Linked DNA regions of Gasterosteus aculeatus: region 1 is linked to region 2. The links are chromatin contacts, called in public Hi-C maps. All regions are on one chromosome and are shown on one strand. The core of a region is the stretch at or near the end of the contact, and the rest is flanking DNA. Distances in the headings are between cores, read along the strand shown. Region 1 holds the start of mms22l (MMS22-like, DNA repair protein). Region 2 holds the start of fbxl4 (F-box and leucine-rich repeat protein 4).

Region 1 (3,001 bases), core at 326-2,825, 160 kb before region 2:
CCCATGCACACATTTTTACATATATCTATACATATACATCTGTTGCTGCCGCTTCCTCGGTTAATCTTAGATACCTTATTTGCATCATTGCGTCATTTTTCTAACTGATACTGTGACAGTTAAGACAAACTGTTCAATTGTTGTTTTTTCTCACCTTTTCTAGAAGAAATGGATGCTGAAAAGTAAAGGTCTGAGTATTTGCTACAGTGCAGATTACATAAAGCACAAACTTACCGAAGTCATGCGAGCTGGACTTCACCAAGGACTCCAGCCGGTAAACCTTTTGTCTGAAACATAACAAAAGAAAGACACTAAGACCAGTGATATGGATGTGAGTGACCCGTAGTGCATAGTATTTAAAACAGACAAAAAAGGGCTCTCCATTCTGTTATTAGCTTTGGGTGCCATTGAAAAATGCATTCAGATTAGGTTGATCCGCTTTTATGGCAACAAAAATTAACATCAAAACTGGGTTTGTTTTAAAAAGAAACCATAACCGATTTGACATCTCGGTTTACCTGAACAGACCAAAAAGAGGCTTTGTAGATTCCACCAATGCCATCTCCGTGACCCAGGGGAAGCCAAAGATCTCCACCGTGTCCGTCTCATAATCTGCCGGGGCCGGGTCAAGACGCAGCAGCAGCCTACCGAGCAGAGACAGTCAAATAAAAGTCATTAATTGAGGCTTTTCTTCTGCTCTCCTGTGACAAACGAGCACTACCGAGCTGACCGTGGAAAGGAATTCAATGCAGTTACTCGGAAAAACCCACAGACCTGTCAACAATTTTCAATGAGACGCATTCTCCGTCTCGATGCTTTGTGACCGACAGTGACAGACAGACAGGCAGACAGTGACTGTACCGTTTCAGGGAGCCTCTGGCGGCGTAGCCATCAGGGGCGAGCGCTGCTGAGGCTTCCTGCTGGGTCTCGGGGCAGCAGAAACACGGCGGTCGGGCTGGGGTCAGCTCACACAGGCTGCCTGATGCGAATGGAGACACTGGCGGGGTTAGGGATTGGCTGAAGTCGTCCTCCATGGTGCCGGTGAGCTGTCAGTAGCACCTTTAATGAAGAAAACCTTGGATTGAGACAACACACGTTAGCTTACACTTTGGCTAAACTAAAACATCTGGCAATCGATCTAGCCTTGATTCAAAACTAGTCAGTAGCCACATGCTAGCTAGATGTCAAAGCAGATATTTCACAATGCAACCCACAGTGTGTAAAATAACTGCTTTTTATTATAAAGTGTTAACTGTCTCCAGAACGTGTGTGTGTGTGTTTAAGTTATATTCGGTTCTTAAGGAAACGTCTGTGTTAAACTGTATAGCAACGTGAACTGATATCGTTATTAATACAACGACAGAAGCGTTTCAAACAGGGAAACCAAACACGGCGGCAACGAAAGACACGCGGCTGTTACGAGAAGTTTACAAACCGTTCGCTGGTTGAGTCGTGTACTATTCCGTAAAGCTAAAGCGAAGAGCGGAGGTTACGCGGTTGTCATGACTGCGTTGTTTAGGTTTTCGGTCTCTCCCGCGCGTCCATTGCGCGCGTGCGCACGCTCGCAGCGTGTCCAGTGATTGGACGGAAGTTGGGAGTGGGCGTGACCCCGCCGCGTCACCCCGAGAGGAAGCGAGCGGTGTCCCCGTTGCACGCTTCCTCCGCCGCACTAGCGGGCCATGTGGTGATGCGCTCTTTTTTTTTTTTTTTTACTATATTTTGCTTGTTTTAACGAATTTGTCGACTTTTTTTATGAAAGAGCAAAGAAAAATGTTCCAAAGTCACAGTGACGAGCTCTCTTTTTTTGCTTTACCCTCACTGGACTTTTATGTAGTTTAATTAGGCAAACGTTTGTTAATATGTTTATCTGGTCTTTGGTATCACATACACTCGGAGTTCAAGTTTGCTTAATTTGCATCAAATATATCTGATGTAGTATATATAGAAACTCACGCCAGGAGCACAGGTGCTTGTAAATTGTTTCACCTGCTCCTTGCCACGACTTATTTAGACCCGAAGTTACTTTGACCCTCACATTCTCACCGCGGGGCTCTCGACTAAATGAATACTAAATAACGCAGCGGTTCGAGTCGAATTTTATCCACGCTAACCCTAATTTCCATATGCAGATCTGTCTCTCCCTACAGTCCCCCTCGCCATCACACCGTTTCTTGCATTCTAATGCATTCTCGCATCTTTCCAAAACCCCCCCTTCGCCGTGGATGAGCTCGCTTTTGTCGACTTACGGGTCGTTATTTCTACACGTTTGACTTGCCCAGTGCGGAGAGGCGCTATCGGTGCGCTGTTTTGCATGCTCTAAATGTGCACGTTTTGATAGCCGGTAGTCAGCGGAGACAATAAAAATGAACGCGTCGGGAGATTCGTTCCTGTGCGATGCAGCGAAAACCCGCTCTGCCTTCAGCAGGAGACAGTCCGTCTGTGTGAGGGCTCTGTGGCCACCAACAGAAAGGTAAACGCTTACTCTTTTTTTTCCTATCACTGCAAAGCCATAGTAAATGGAGGGAGGTCTAAACACCCCCCCCGCTCCTTCAGGCAGTTTCCTAGCTTTGACGCACCATGTTGAGTAAATTGAGATTTACAGACATTCGATGATAGGAAACTTAATTAGACTTGATAAACGTAATTAAGTGCGTGACTACTGAGGTTTACGTGTGGGCGAGGGTTCTACAGAGACCGCATCCTCCCAAACGAGGACCCACTTTCAAGTACAATAATGGTCCGGAAAAATCCGACCACACAGGTGTCCATTTTCTCCCTGATTGGACCTCGTGCATGTTGTAGATGGGCGGAGCTAAAGTGAGGATACACCTGGTTCCTCACGAGACCTTTTGCCTTCCAACCATAATAATGGATCGTGGGCTATGGCCCCCACAGGACAGCTGCTGGGGGGGTTACACGGCATTTCTGCACAGTCAATGTAAAAAACAAACAAAAAGTGGGGTCCTGCTCTTGTGTATCACTATGCCCTTTTTACTGCTGT
Region 2 (2,909 bases), core at 91-2,590:
ATCCTGCTCTACTTTTGCTTTTAGGGCTGATTGATTGGAGTTGATCAGCTTTTAAGGCTTATTGAGAAGCGCACGGCGTCCTGCCAGAGGTGAACTAACTTACTGTCTCAGCGAGCTGGAATTATTGTGCATTGCCCAAGGTAACTGATAGGAAGCCTTAAAGCTCAAAGTATTTAGGTTTTTAGCAACATTTCACCAGATATTCCTATTTGAAGTGAATCAGCTGTACAATGTAAGGCTGCCTTACATGGACAACCTGTGATCCAGATGTAAACAAAAGGAAAAGCTCCACAGGACAGGGACCGCTGGTATCAGTCTCAAATAGATTGACAGGTCTTTGAAAATACTGGGCCAACATTAGCACATAGTTAAATCAAAGTGTGTCATGTTTGGGGATTAATGGTAAAGCCTTTGCATGAATGCTTGTATGTGCAGTGAAATAAAACAGCTCTGAAGGTAATGCTACGCGTAGCAAACAGCACATAGCCATTCGGCTGGTCCTTACCAAGTTGTCTTTATCAATGCTACTGAGAAATGGCTAGCCTGATTAGCATTACGTCAGTAAATGATGATCTCTGCTATCATTGTGACGGTGCGCAGAGGACAGGCGACCAGCTAGCGTTAGCTTACAGTAACTAGCGCTGGATACATTTTCATAACACCGTCGCTCCAGGTTAACGTCACTTTAAATTCATTTCGGTAGCAGAGGCATTAACGTTGCACTTACTTGTACTAGCGTTACCTCGAAGGAAAGTGTTGCTCTCTGAAGTGACGTGTTTCAACGAGGGGAGCTGCATCCGTACAGCTTATGTTGTTTGTTTAGCTAACGGTTAAGAAGCTGCCGTCCGTCAGCTAGCTAGCCAACGTTAGCTAGTTAGCCTATGGCAATTCAAACAAGCTCAGCTGTCAAAACATAAGCGTTAGCTTCCGTAGCTAGCTCTGCAGAATCGGGCAATCAAAGGGGGTGGCTCATAATTTAAATGTACGGGGAACGTAGATCGACATGTTCAGTCATGATGACCAATCCTCTTGTTCCCTTTTTAAAGGACATTTCAACAAACAACCACAAAAAAAACACATTCCTGCCGTTTACCTTGTGATGCCTTCCTGAACTATCGGATAATTCCACTACTCACCACACTCACATTATATCCAATCGTATCCACGATGACCTCCAAGGTTTCTGCGATATGTTTACAGTATCGAGTTAATAAGGGATTATGTTTACCGAACAAAGTGAATTTCGGCATATGTTGTTGTCGTCAGTAGGGATATAAGTGATCAATTCTGGAGAAGTTATCCAATTTATTGCACCGGTGTATAGATGACTGTCGTAATCTGTCTGAAGTTGGTGGAAGCCAGAAATTACGAGGGAACAGTAAAAGCCCCATCACTTCCGTCCAATAAATCAGCCATTTTTTAGGAAAGCTGTTAGTTTATTTAGTAGTGTTCTAACTATGGATGCATAATTAGTTCCTGATGGATGGATGGAGACTAGCACGATTATTTTCTTACATAGAGACGTTGGATATCTCTTTGTTCAAATGCAGTACAGTACAATATATATATATATATATATATATATATATATATATATATATATATATATATATATATATATATATATATATATATATATATCGATTGTGAGCTGACAATATACCAGATCAAAAGTCATTTTATGAAATGGCCAACAAAGCATGTGTATGAAAGGGTACACTATTATACCTATATATATATTATACCTATATATATATATATATATATATATATATATATATATATATATATATATATATATATATATATATATATATTTATATAGGTATAATAGTGTACCCTTTCTCTTCACAGTTGAGGTTGGTGGATTAGTGTTTCGTGGATATGTGACACATACTAAATCAGAACTAAACCTCTAAACTTTTAATTACAGACTGACTGAAGTGGATAATATTTGAGAATTTAAACAACATTATGGTTAAATATGTTTTCTTCAATAAGACAAGTTAACACGTTTAAAAGTTTTTATCAAACAGCTTTAATTTTTTGCACCTTCACATGGGGGACTTTTCTTTTAAAGTTACTGGGTTATTAACATGTGTAATTTTGATCAATTATGATAATGCTACAGTTAATTGTAGTACAAGTTAAACCATTTAAGATCATAACTATCACTTTTTTTGGAAGGAAAATTATTACTAAATAGAAAATAATTTCTATTTAGTATCAAGTGCGTCCTCATACACATGCTTGGTTGGCCATTTCATAAAATGACTTTTGATCTGGTATATTGTCAGCTCACAATCGATAAATCTAAGTTGACATGGAAGACAGAACTAAATCACAATTTCTCATGAAGCGCTACAGAAAATGGCTCAGAAAGTGTCTGTACGGTATTCATATTCAACAAATATCTGAATGTCTGTCCCTGTCAAAGTAGGGTTGTTGCGTTAAGAAGAAAATAAAATCCACAGTTTGATACCACAAGGTAGATAAGTAACAATAATGTAACAAGAACAGAATGAAAACTATTGTAGATTACAATAAAACTTATTGCAAATTTAGTGAATGGAAATCTGACCATGTGGAGTAAAGGAATGTTGCATATTGCATGGAATGTCTATAAATGATCCTGATGTTAATAAAGTACATTTATGCTATATCTTATGAGGAATCGCTTATATTATCGTTTATAGTGCAATAAAGTTAAATCCAAACTGCTCGAAACATCATGGAGGTACACACGGACAAAACATATTGTTATTGTAATATGAAATGAATTATACCAAAACCCTAAACCGACCTACAGATGATATTTATTTGATTTGAACGATGGACACTTATCATATGAAATACAACCACAAATTGTGTGTATGTTTTATTTTTATGTTAGTTAAACTGCCTCTAAC

What was found. Hi-C and Micro-C count contacts between places; a contact is called where the count stands out from the background.
Region 1: a contact with region 2 is called in a Hi-C map of tail fin, with 2.6 times the contacts expected there. The contact joins the promoter of mms22l here to the promoter of fbxl4 in region 2. A contact is called at or near these places in 2 of 6 Hi-C or Micro-C datasets (skeletal muscle and tail fin).

The regions. Positions count from the first base shown.
Region 1 is chr20:17,069,581-17,072,581 of fGasAcu3.hap1.1, reverse strand. It overlaps mms22l (MMS22-like, DNA repair protein), which reads right to left and starts at 1,575. Exons shown (of 26, transcript XM_040164224.2): 1 at 1,436-1,575; 2 at 862-1,075; 3 at 519-644; 4 at 235-287. The coding sequence starts at 1,034. It overlaps LOC144382996 (neuroendocrine convertase 1-like), which reads left to right and starts at 1,691. Exons shown (of 10, transcript XM_078095446.1): 1 at 1,691-2,470.
Region 2 is chr20:16,912,568-16,915,476 of fGasAcu3.hap1.1, reverse strand. It overlaps fbxl4 (F-box and leucine-rich repeat protein 4), which reads right to left and starts at 1,340. Exons shown (of 10, transcript XM_040165325.2): 1 at 728-1,340. The coding sequence starts at 797.